2 separate regions of the Xenopus laevis genome follow, and region 2 is linked to region 1. Evidence: chromatin contacts called from public Hi-C data. All regions are on one chromosome and are shown on one strand. Each heading gives the region's core, a stretch centred on a gene start, on an enhancer-like site or on the middle of the called end of the contact. The rest is flanking DNA. Distances are from core to core; before and after follow the strand shown.

Region 1 (6,847 bases), core at 1,978-4,477:
ATGTAGAGGGAAGGATGAATAAAACAGGGTCTGCGAAGGTTCAAGGGCAAGCTGAAAGATGAGGTCAAAGAGTGCAGAGCAGTTGATCCTCACATTCAATTGTTAAAGGGACAGTGTAACCCATGTCTAAGTAGGGCTGATTATACTTCAGCTTCTTGTAAATGCTCAGTAACTCACACTGGTACAGGGAGCGATGTTTGCTCTGATGAGGTAACATCACCCAGAAAAAGACAGAATGCTTGTTTGAATTTGGAAATAACTTTAAACAAAATGTTTTCAAAAAGGTGTTACAGCTGGACAGTAAAATAATACTGCAAAATGCAATAGAAAAAGAGTTGACATGTTGTGCCACAATATACTAGGCTGCTGGACGGCCGCCGAGTACTGCATGAGATGGGTCATGTATCATATCTATAGAAATAAGTCAAATCAACTGGACTTGCTTTGTTTTTTTTTTCTCTCGAAGACGTTTCACCAGTCATCCAACTTGCTTTCTCAATTCAGAATAACGTGTAAATAAGATCTTGCTTCGCTTTATATCCTCTGAGAATTTGGATGGCTGGTGAAACGTCTTCAAGAGAAAAAAACACAGCAAGTCCAGTTGATTTGACTTATTTCTATAGATATACCATGACATGGATGAATTAGAACTTTCACAAACCTCATGTATCATAGTTTTAAATTAAGATAAGAAATATTACCTTCAGGTTAAAATGTTAGATCTAAAGTTTGAGCATTAGCGTGTAATAAGAAAAGTAATGATAGGAACAGAAAAAAATGATCTTGTATCCTAAATATAAAATAGCTACAATCTAAATATGTGTGTTTTACTGTAAAAATATAATTAGTAGGAATATAAACCATGTTCTAGCAGCAATAAGAAATAAATTAATAAGTGACTAGGGAATAATAATCTTTCCTTTACTGATATTGTTATAGACATCAATGAGTGTGATGAAGCAGAGGATCTATCCATCTTGTGCCTAAATGGTCAATGCCGTAACACAGATGGATCCTATGAATGTGTTTGTCCCCGAGGCTATGTCCTCTCCCGCCATCACAACTACTGTCTCCCCATCCAGCAGTGAGCACTGCAGACATGATCCACTCTTCAAGGAACCAAAGACTTTCTACCATGCCTTTCTGATGCCTACTTTATCACATGGGCCACAGATCGACAAGAACCTGGCAAGAGGAGGCAATATATTTATTTTTATGTATATAGTTGCAAAGGTTTTATGGCCTACTCAGGAGAAATAAGTTGTGGGCAATGGAGGAGTGTCTGATAACCCTAAACCCTTTATCTTATACTATGTGTTAAAATCGGCCTTGGATATAAAAGGGACATTTGTCGATTATTAAATGGTATTTGTTTGACGGAAAGTAAAAACTGCACTGATTTAGCTTACTGAACCTGTCACATAGTCTATAGGTAACATATTCAAGTGAATACCAAACAGCCATCAATGTGTGGCTTAGCCTGGTTGAAGATATATTATATTAATGACATATAGCAGTCTAAATAAAATATTACTGATATGTGTGCAAGGTTCATGCAGTGCAATGTCCTTCTGAACTTCCAGCATTTATGTCCAGCCTGTGTTTTTCCTGAATCCCTATCCTTTTAAATAAATGATCAGGAATAGCAGTATGTTAACATTTATCTTTAACAGTTAAAATATGTTTGCTGATTTTTGCTCAACAGAACCATGAATTCAAAAAGCCACTGCAACCAAAATCAGTTATCTCCCACACTGGCCCATGATGTTTTTGATATTCTAATCTACAAATAGCAACCTGAAACAAAAGTGTGATTTTCTGACATCTTATATCAACAGCCATGCCCTCCAGAGCAGGGAAGTTATTCTTGTAAGGACCTTGACTGAGACACGTTATCTACCTGTGCCTCAGGCACCAAATATTATACTGTAAATTCTAAATAGCAGGAACATAATTTAGATGAATAATTCTGCCCACCAAATGTGGTTTGCAGCAAATATTATATACGCCCAAATATACAACATACAATCTTTTTGACAGGGTTGCCTCCAGCTGTAGTTTACCAGTAGCAGGCTGCAGACATACCCCTGACTTTATAATAAATTGTACCTATACACAAGATACATTCACTTAATTCCATTAAATATGTAACAGGACAGGCTTGATTATAACTAGCCTTCATAACTTTTGTATATGCCACTTCTCATGCACATTATTGAGCATTCAAGATTAAGTTGTTTTATGAAAATGAAATTTCCTGCAGGAATATCTTTGAGACCTTATGATTCACTAGTGCTAGCCAATAGGAACCACTCATTCCAAATTGGAAACTAACCAATGCCCACGCGTCCCAAGCATTCATAGTTACTATGCCTTTCTTATGCTTTTGAAAAGGATAACCACATTTCCTCTGTAAAAGACTGACAACTCTTTCTCACCTGCAAAAGTATATCTTTGTACACTTCCATTTTATAGACATTTTGAGGTAACAAACAAAATGGAATAAAAATGATTCTATATATTAAATAACCTGTGTGTGACATTTATGCAAATAAGCGGAATAAAGGGTAAATGTAAAAGTAACAATGACAGGAGCTATACAGTATAAATCATGGAGCAAATTAAGCTACAGTCTGGTTGAATGAGTCAACACAAAGGTTTTTTTTTTATACTACTGGATTCTCTTACTTGATCTCTTATACAGTATGGAATAATAAGTGACCACGGCGGCATGGCTATTCAAGATCAGGTGGTTTTATACAAAGGATAGAAATGTAATAGAATGCATCCCATATTCATTACCTTATTATAATTATCTTTACATCTTTATTTAACTGTGAGAGTGCAGTGGCCTACCAGCTCTATTGAGTTCTTTTCTTGTTTTTGCTCTTAGAGAAAAAAAATATATATTGCCCCTTGTAGATAACCCATGGAAAAAGATTATATAAAAATATAAAAATCTATTTTTGTGTATTCAGAAAAGGCCATGGCAGAGCTAAGATGTTGTCATCTATTCCACAAGCATCTCTGACAGCATATGCTTATATATGCTTTGGAAAGGTTTCCTAGTCTACTGCCGTTTTGCTTAGTGTAAACAGCTGGAGAGTGAAAACAGGAAAGCACCTGCTATTTTCTGCTGTTGTTCATTGGTGGGACCAGAGCACTAGTTCCTAGTAAACACAGAGCACTTACACTACGCACCCAAACAGGTGGGGTATTTCCACCTCATTAGGATATTGTGCAAATGTTGACTCTTGCTCATTCTTTGTGTGTGAAAGAGAGGTGACAGAGGGCAGGTTTAAAGTCATTATTATGTTGACTATCAGGGGGGAAAAAAGTAGGCAGAGATTTCAGATTTTACAAACATAGTGCACACAAGCAGAGTTTCAGAGAAGAACTAGCTTTTACTGATTCTGTTGAAATGTAAATGAAATAAAATCACCTTCTCACTTGAGGGCTTAGGCAGGATGACCTCCTGTTCTCTTATTCTGCTTCATCTAAAATATGTTATCCCCCTGAACCCTTTTTATAATCTATGATACATCAGGTCTTCATTCCTCCAAGCTAATACTTGGCTCTTTTAGGGACGTATTTATTAACACTGGAGACATGCTTCACCAGCTCATAGCTCATCAGATGTTTGCTTTTGTTTTTTAGCTTGTGGGTGACTTTATGGGCAGTTTGAAAAATAGTTTTGGCAATTAAGGACTTTTTATGGCAATGGCACACCAAGAAATTAATTGCCACCAATACATCTCTGCTTCTGCAAGAGACTAATATTCTGTAAAAACTTTCCCATAGGCAATAATGTGAATCGCTGGTGGTAAAACCCATGTGTCGCTTCAGTCTCTCAAAATCGCTAGAAGTTTCTTCTTGAGGCAAACTGTAAAGAGGCAATGGTCAGTTCAGGCAGCAGACAGGAGTTTTCAAGGACAGACAAGGGTCAAGGAACAGTATATCACACCCAGGAACTATCTAGAATAGAATAGTTCCTCCCAAAATCGCTAGAAGTTTCCTCTTGAGGCAAACTGTAAACAGGCAATGGTCAGTTCAGGCAGCAGACAGGAGTTTTCAAGGACAGACAAGGGTCAAGGAACAGTAAATCACACCCAGGAACTATTTAGAATAGAATGGACAAAGCGCCTTAAAATATTTGAATTTTGCACCACGTGCAATGACGTCAGACAAAGCACACCAAATAAAAGGAAGATGAGGCACATCATAATGAAGAGAGCATGTGCGACTAGGAAGAAGAACACAGAAGTCCCCTCCTCCCCACTAGACCAGCAGGTATTGTTACAGCTAGTAAATGCATATGCATGTATCAGGCACCCTGGTTTCTTGAAAAATTCTGCTATTTTTAAGGGCTAAAAGTTAAAAAATAAATAAACATATGATTTAACCCAACAGAGCCATGGAGCACACATAGAAAATAATGCTAACTGGCAGCTAAGGCTGCTTGGAAAATACTCCCTGCAATATCCATCAGTAACATTGTCTTGTGAAGAATCTCATTCCTTTATGATTTATTAGAAGGATATTAGGTATATATAAATAAATGCTCATTAAAATAAAAAAGAACAAAGGGAAGGTGTTGACTGTTATGAGGAGTAGATGCGTACCGTGCAGCAAATGTCCTCATCCTTTAGACCCATACCTACACAAAACTACACAAATTAAACCATGTAATAATTCCTCACTGCTCTAGCTCTCATATAGAGAGTCACTTTTATTAGAGGGTCAAATTTATTACAGAAAGGCCAAGGAACTGACATCCAAGGCAAATATGATCATTTCTAAATCATTCCAGCTTCTTTTTCACTTCAGCCCACTAAGAAACACATATTTTTAATAAAAATTGTCCTTTTTCTGGCAAGCTAATTTAAGACAAAGAAAACAAATATCCCAAGGGAAAGATATCATGTTTATTTGTCTGCATATTCCAAATATATATATTCTAATACCACATGTATAGTTGAAAGCAAAAGTTTGGACACCTTGCCAAATGAAATATTTAGTTAACTTTGTATGTGAGAAGTAAACAACTACTACAAGAATCCAAAAAAACATATTTGCAACTGTTACCGTACGGTTACATTTCATGTCACAAACATAAGCACTAAGAAAATAGTAACTGTGGCATGTGCAAATGTTTGGAGACCCTAGTAAATCAGAATTTAATTAATAATTAATCAATAACCCCTTTCAGAACAGATCACATCTTGTAAACGGCTTTTGTATCCACCTAAGAGCCTTTCCTCATTTCAGGGATTTTTGCCCACTCTTCCTTGCAGATTAGTAATCCGAGATACTATTGGGCCTTCTTGAATGCTTAGGACCTACCTATGGAGGTTTAATGACATTTAAGACAGTGGACTATGCAGGGCATTTCATAATGTTCAGCTTGCTTTTCAAGCAGCTTTTGGTATTCCAATTAACAGAAAAATCCAGGAATCAAGGTAAAAAAAACTCACCAATCAAGGCGTGGAGGTCCAAGTGCACATACTGTAGCCCCAGACATTACAGTTTATGACGCACATAGGGCCAGAACTAGGAGTAGACAGGACAGGCACAATGGTGGTGAGACACATGCCTCTTCTGTTGCCTACCCCTGGTTCAGGACCTTGACTGCTCATTGTTTAACTCCCTCTACCGAGTTTTGACAGCACTTGTTCATTTGTGTACATGTACTGTTCTATGGCCAGCATGTGCACATGACAGGGGGTGGGGTTGCCAGGCAGCTTGCCTAGGGTGTCCAACCATCTTGGCCCAGCATATATACCAAATTTCAAAAGAAGTAGGCTGGCATTCTGGAACATGTAGATAATGCAACACAGAAAAATGTAAAAGAGTCTCACATAAAAAGACTTAAGTTTTTAATGTCTCGATGGGCACTTATGGGTAATATTTACCATTGCAACAGCAATTCAAAAGTAACCTACAAGTTAGAAAACAAAAGATCTAACTGGTTGCTATGAGCAACAACACTGCAATGTTAGTAATTACGCTCCTTAGTCATATGCTAATAACATCCAGAAAGACAAAGCTAACCAATGGGCAAAGTAACATGCAAACAAAATCAATAAACTCTTATTGAAATACATGTTTAATACATATTTATATTCAGAAATTAGACTTTATTACTAGAAAGTACATAGTATGATATTCATGCATACACTACAGAAGACAAAGGATAAATGAAAAAACACTCCACTATTGTAGGCAATAATGAACACTACATGGCATTGGTTTTACTTTAGACAATTATCTTTAAAAATTTCCCCTTTATTGGAGCTCCCTATAGATCTGCTATGGTCTCTGTCATTGTTTCAAATGAGGGGTGGGTGTGTCCTAATGGTCCCTTCCAGAAGCACAATTGGAAGCGGATAGCCAATCTAGTAGCAGAACTAGTAGCGTTTTTGCAGAAATTATCAATAAATAAACGTGAAAACTACTTTTTTAAGCACATTCCTTCTATAATTAAAAACGTCTAATGTACTGGCACCGTTGCTTTTCAAACAATGGGGCAAATTCACTTACCTGCGGAGATTCGGCAGACTTGCCTTCGCCGCACTTATCCAGGCGTAGATTCGCCCGGGGCTGCGCAAATTCATGAGTATGCGAAGTTGCACTAGCGATGTTACGATCGACGGTTTGAAGTTACGTTAGCGATCGGAAATTTGCATACGGCGCGGAAATTAAGTTTGAATGGACGTGTATGCTGCAGCAAATACATTACACTACACAAGCCCAGGGAAACGTAATAAAATTATATAGAGGTGTTCTAATGCCCTACACATGTGCCCACAGTATACTTTAGGTGCCATATGTTAGGAAATGTAGGGGG
Region 2 (6,847 bases), core at 1,798-4,297, 78 kb before region 1:
TTTTTGAGTTATTTAGCTTTTTATTCAGGAGCTCTTCAGTTTGCATTTTCAGCAATTACCATAGCAACCATGCATTGCTTTAAATAAGAGACTGGAATATGAATAGGAGAGGGTCTAAGTAGAAAGATGAATAGATGAATAATAAAAAGTAGTAATAACAATTTATCTTTAGCCTCACATAACCTTTGTGACCCTCATTTGAAAGCTGGAAAGAGTCAGAAGAAGACGGCAAACAATTCAAAAACTATAAAAAATAAAGGTCAGTTGAAAAATTGCTTAGAATTGACCATTCTATAATATATTAAAACCTAAAAAATAGTTAACCTAAAGGTGAATCACCTCTTAAAGTGGCAGCTGAAGTTAGCGCTGCTACTGCCAGTAAAAGAGGCGTTCTTCCATACCTATGGGCTCTCTTATGTGACTGGAGGAGAGACATGGGTCTGGTCATTACCATGGTGTAAGAGGCTACTGGAGCCTGAAAAAGAGCCAATGGGCCAGAGAGGAGCCTGTGAAAGAGGCAGCCTGCAGAGAAGCAGGTGCTGTGACAGTTTGTGTGCACTGGTGCATGAGAAGGTGTCTCTCTGGACGGCAGCGGAGAATAGGAAGCTGAATGCCTATATTGTTTAGGGTGGAGAAACCCATGTCGATCGCAAGGAGTGAGGGTCAGTCATCTGTTTTACCAGAGACTGCAGAAACAGTTTTTTTATAAGTACATTTTCTGTTTGACTTGTACTGTTACTTGCCTCTAAATAAACCAATAAACAGACACATTAATCAATGCGTATACTGAAAGGCAAGGTTCTCATGGTTCCAAACCACCACATGGAACTTTGCTCTCCAAAAAAAAAAAAAAACAGCACTGCTTATGGCAAACTACTTCTAAATGTGACATCACTTAGAAGTTATGTAGTTCAGCGACACAATTTTATATAATCCTGCTTACATACCTGTTGCAGGTTGCTAGTTCCAGTGTGTGCTCTTGACTCGTTTCCAGTTACACTTGGCATACTTAGTACCCTCTGTGTCCTACCAACATCATTTTCATAATTACCAGCTTGATAGGGTCCCTGTTCTTAGGAACTGACTTGGTCTCTCTCCAGACTGTGACAGTGAGACAGCTATTCAACTAGTCCTCTGTCTAATGTGCAGTACTCTTGCTACCAAACTGATGTCTATAGTGTGAGTGGTGCCATTGCCTTACCTTGTGGGAGATTCCTTGTTTCATTAGGACCTGTTTATATCCTAGTATCTGAGAATCTGAGTCCTAGAATCCTAGTGCTGCTTCTCCATTTTGAATTGCCCTATGTATGATACAAAATGATATGAATAATACTTTAATATTTTGTTGATAAGATAGAAGACAAAGTACATGTTCAGCAGATCAACACCAGACAGACACATTTTATGCCTGCTGTAAAGACGATCAAATTATTATGGATTTGTACTGTTCCTCTGCTATTTGATCTATTACTGTGTTCAGTTCAGTGGAATTATTTGCTAATACACAGTGATAGCCCATAATTTCTTTATGCGTTCCACCCTCTTTATACCTCTGCATCACTGTAATATAGTTGGTTTATTTAGCATTTAAAAGTTCCTAGCATGTAGGTCAATCTCTCTCATGGGCAAAATTCAAGTACTGCCAACACAGTAAGTACATGGCTGTAGGGATCATTTTGAGGCATTTGTAATTTCTAATCTCTGAAGAAGAAATAGTCACAGGTGCTGGTGGATGCTTCTATATTGGTGAATAATTAGCCCAGCCACAAGAAGAGGTCAAGTCACAGAAAAAAAGCCTAGGAGGAGTGGAAGTCTGCTCAGCATTTTTTTCAAAGACACTTTTACTGCACCACTGAGAGAAGCGTAGGTGGATGAATGCATTACACAGATGGGTGATAAGAGAATGACTTTTTCTTTTCCAAATAAAAAGCCTTTATCCTTTCTTGCTGGACGTTGGAATGATGAGTCTGTCACTTTGAGAAAGGAGACAGTGATAATAAATGCCAGTAAAAGACTGTGCTGTCTGTCTATGCTTTGATGTGTAGAAATATTAAACATTCTTGATCCTGCTTATCCTACTTTAAAATGTCTTACTTAGTATATAATACATATAAAATAGATATATGCACTCTCATCATCTGCACAACAAAATATATTAGTCCAGACAGTGGCAAAACTAGATGTTTCTAGGCCCCACAGCAAAATAAATTTAGGGCCCCCAAAATATCCAGAGGTTGTCCTGTTTTACCAATATATATTACATGTACTCATTAATTAGGGCCTCATGGGGCCCCCTATACCTCCTGGGTCCCCCTGCAGCTGCAAGGTCTACTTCCTCTATAGTTACCGTAAGCCTCTGCCTCCAAACCTTCCTACAGGCAAAAATACAAATACTCAGATTTCCCTATAAATCATCCTAAAACAAACTGATGCCAAAGTGCCTGGCTGCTATGGTAAGCAACAGTAAAAAATAAATAATGTACCTCCAATAGCAAAGTACAGGTCTGGTATCCATTATCCAGAAACCTGTTATCCAGAAAGTTCTGAATTACAGACAGGCCATAGGCTCCATTTTACTCACATTTTTGATGTGATTTAAAAATAATAAAATGGTAGCTTGTACTTGATCCTACCTAATATATAATTATTCTTTAATGGAGGCAGAATAATCCTATTAGGTTTCATTAAATTTTAAATGATTTTTAAGTAGACTTTCAGTTTTTGAGATCCAAATTATGGAAACATCAGTTATCAGGAAAACTCCAGGCCCTGAGCATTCTGGATAACAGGTCCCAAACCTGTATAAGGATATTATGTCACCAAGGAGTCCCATGATTATATAAAAACACAAGGCCTTTCTTTAGCACTGCTGAATAATTGTTTAGTATGATAGAAGATGAAAAAAGCCCTCTCAGGGTGGCTTTGAGCCTGCCTTATTACACATGAAGAGAGAGAAGTTCTAGACTATTCCTTAATATATTAGATTTATTTGTAATGCTCTTTATTTGCCTCTTTGGTAAAATATTATTTTTGGTTGTGTTTTACAGAGACAACCTGTGTGGATCAAAATGCTGCTCTGCCCCGAGGACAGCACCTAAATCAGGGAAGTGTACCAGAGGTATGATTGGTAATTGTAAACCATTTTGGACTGTATGACAATCCATAGTACATGGATAAAACTGATTTTCAAGTAATTTTTTGCATTGCTTTTCTTTTTGCAGTTATGTGCATGCAAAAATGCAAAAATGGATGCCGTAAACTGCAGACTTGTGTATGTAAGAATGGCTTCAGGGGCACGCGATGTCAACATCAGTCTTTCCCTGGTAAATCTGAAACTGGAATCCCGAAGGCTGATGTAGTTATTCAATTCACTATGGTTCCAACTCTAACTCCTGCTATAAGCACAGCAGGAAGTACGGTCAACACAGACGTCTCAACTGCTGAACTAAAATACAGTGACCCAAAGGTGCAAATTCATTCAGATAAGAGCAAAACCTCGCTCAGATGGCAGCCTCTATCGTAAGTACCCATAATACCCTGGGTTTCTTGGAGCTGCTGCATAACCACCAAAGCATCAGCAAAGCACAGATTTTGTGGAATTCAAAAATTCCATAGCAGAGGGTACCATGTAAAAATAATCTTTTTTTATCAATGGTGCTTTAGGGTCTGATGCAACCCAACGGTCACCTCCGATCACATGGAGCAGGGCAATCAGAGGGAGCAAATAGTCCAGTTTCTCTCTCTGCACTAAAACAGTGTAGTTTACTGTCCATTCCTAAATATCCAGCCCTGCTATTTGCCAGAAAACCAAAACAGCTCACCTCAAGGAGACTCAGAAATCTCTTGGCATAAGGTCTGTACCCCAGTGTAGATAACCTACATAGCTACCAAAGCTATCAGATCCTATATTAAACAAAGCTCTGTCAATGAACCTTTAGGGCAGATCATTATCCTAAAGTTTACAGCAGAGCACTTTCATTTTATTAACAGTTTTGCTTTTGCCATATCTGCTTGAAATGTATGAAAATTCATAAATCTAGTGGTGTACCTTTAGATACATCATTCAGTAAGTTAGTGATCATTTTTTAGTCTAAAGATGCTGATAGCTGTAGTTCCTATTACATGAAAGACAACAAATATAAGCCAAGTGACACAATTTAAAAGCCTATTTTAGTGCTTAGCTACTTGAAACTAATCTAGTAATGGCAACTAGAAAACTTGCCTAGCTATTAAGAGGTACTAGAGCCAGGACAACTGACACAGATGGAGCACCAATATGCCAATACTATCTGCTTTGATACATATGGTGCTCCATGCAAGCTCAGGGGTATATAAACACAAGTTATCCCTGCAATTACCATCTGTCTTGAGCTGCTCCTTTTGTGCGTTGCATCTACAAGCAATGGCGTAACTAGATATTACAGGGCTCCACAAGAAATTAATTTTGAATTCCCTCGAAATTTTGTTACATTGACCTATTTTATCACTACTTATTGAAAATGCTCATTAATTGGTGCCCATCTGGGTTCTCTACATATTTGCCCTCCTCAATCTGCAGGGTTTGCTTCCTCTATAATTACACCCTTGTCATCAGGTGCATAATATGTCTATTTAAAAGGTATAAATTGTGTTCTATTAATCTATATGTAGAGCATGGACCATATCCCTACTCTACAGCAAGGCTTTGATGCTTCCCAAATGAATTACACTGGCTGGCCAAATTTCACAAAGGAAGTATATGATTGTCCCAAGAGGTCCAGGCATGTTGAAAAGCAGTTTTTGACAACCTTGCAGCATTACCCCTAGAAAAACAACAAATAAGGGGCACTGCCATCAAAATAAAGTTTGAAAATTTGGTGATGTATACTGAATTTAGAGTAGCACTTAAAAAATCAATTTACTAACATTTTCACAAAACAGATCTAAGCCAGTTACATCTGCACCAAATGAAGTATTAACATTTAATAGAAATAGGGAAGTATGCAAATAATTGCTATAATGACCAAAATAAATGAAACCATTAATAGCAACAAAAAAATATTCTCAGCTGTCTCCCAGATTCGCAGTCTGTGTAAGTTGCAGAAATGAGCAGCAGAGGGCCTCATTGTATAACTGCAAAGTTATTCATTCTCTTTTATAATAAACCAGTGAAGCTACTGAACCCTTACTGTTGTTCCCAGTGATACTTTTCTGTATTCTTCAACTATCCATTAAGTGACTTTGGCTCTTGCCATTATTGGGGATGTTTAACTGTATTGCCAATTCTTCCCAGAAAGAAAGATAATTATTTGGGCCGGGGGGGGGGGGGCAGAGGACAGTTGAGATACTGGAAGGTTTAAATGCAATGATACATTAGAGCATAGAGCATTTCCTGTGTGTGATAAAGTGCCAGATTCTTCTGCATTTTTGCACAATTATTCATCAATGGATCCAGAGCGGAAGGTATTTTTGGGCACTGTGACACCCAAAAGAAAGGATATTTCCGGTGGGGGACAAATAGATATTCAAGTTACAAGGGCTCCTCTCTGGGACTAGTACATAGCAGTCTTATCCCCACGTGAGCCTCTACTTACAATACATTATGGGACTTGGCCCCAGCATACTATAATGTGATGTGAGGGCACATATTTGCACCTATGTATTTGTTCTTGGGCTTACTTTATAATGCTCTTGAATAACAAATCCTGATATTTCAGGAAGACAACATGGCCATAACAACAGAAGAAGCAGATTGTATGCATATGTGTGGGCCCCAGGGATTCCTAACTGGCTCCTGAATGATGCACACTGTCAGTATTACGGGTGTTTAAAAACAAAAAAATACATGCCAAGCACATTTAAATGTTTATATTGCATTGGTATGTTTTTGTTTTAAACACAGCTAAGTGCATTTTTGTGAATATAAATGTATCTTACTATTCTATTTTATTATAAATGTAGATCAAGCTCACTAATTTGCACCATGAGCATGCACAAAGGGAGGGGCAGGGGGGGCAAGGTGGCCAGTCAGGTTGCCAGCCGATGGGCCACCACTGTTTAGGTGCACTCAAGCCTGCGTCTCTAGCCAGAGAAAAAGAACCCACCATGTTTATGAGTGTATGAACCCTTAGGGGCATATTTATCAAGGGTCGAATTTCGAATTGAAAAAAATTCGAAATTCGAATTCAAAAAGACCAACCGAAATTAAGTCGAAGTGTTTGTTTTGGTCAAATAGGTCAGTTTTCGATCGAGTAGGCCGAATTTGAATCGTACTAATCAAAGGAATAGCGCATTTGATCGAAGTTTTTCCCAAAATAAAACTTTGATTTTTTAAAGTCTACCAACTGACTCAAAACAGGTTCTAGGATGTCCCCATAGGCTAAAACAGCAATATGGCTGAATGGGCGAAATCGAATTTTTAAAGAGACAGTACATGATAAATTTTGATATTCTAATTTTTTAATTTTTTTCAAATTCGAATCGAATTTGGACTATTCCCTAGTCAAAGTATACAAAAAAAATAGCTCGAAATTCGAATTTTTTTCATTCGAAAATTCACCTCGACCTTTGATAAATCTGCCCCTTAGTGTGTGAAATTGTCTTTCCCCAAGTTTGAGGACTGTGAACAGGATCAGACTTTTTAGAACAATCATGTTGTAGTAATAATATAAAAGATATATAAAAATAAAACTGATTCAGCCCTACAGTTCATATTTGTCGCATGCACTGATTTTATGCTTTTCCAAACATTGATATTAAGTTCTGGATCATTTGATGGTGAGAGATTTTCGGAGACAATTTGCAGTCGGTTTTCATTTTTTTATTAGTGGTTATTGCGTTATTTACAGAAAAGTTTATATCAAAAACT

The links. A called contact is a pair of places that touch in the nucleus more often than the background predicts.
Region 2: a contact with region 1 is called in a Hi-C map of the XL177 cell line, with 5 times the contacts expected there. The contact joins the promoter of ltbp4.L here to the enhancer-like site in region 1. A contact is called at or near these places in 3 of 4 Hi-C or Micro-C datasets (the XL177 cell line, the XTC cell line and animal cap).

The regions. Positions count from the first base shown.
Region 1 is chr8L:69,389,056-69,395,902 of Xenopus_laevis_v10.1, reverse strand. ltbp4.L (latent-transforming growth factor beta-binding protein 4) reads left to right here. Exons shown (of 33, transcript XM_041572931.1): 33 at 940-2,514. The coding sequence ends at 1,088. Among protein-coding and RNA genes, the nearest start is that of akt2.L, 12 kb to the right of the region's middle. Within about 2 kb of position 3,227, at least 1 of the 7 cell types and tissues checked has an H3K27ac peak or open chromatin away from gene starts, as enhancers often do.
Region 2 is chr8L:69,467,239-69,474,085 of Xenopus_laevis_v10.1, reverse strand. It overlaps ltbp4.L (latent-transforming growth factor beta-binding protein 4), which reads left to right and starts at 3,047. Exons shown (of 33, transcript XM_041572931.1): 1 at 3,047-3,118; 2 at 3,222-3,519. The coding sequence starts at 3,224.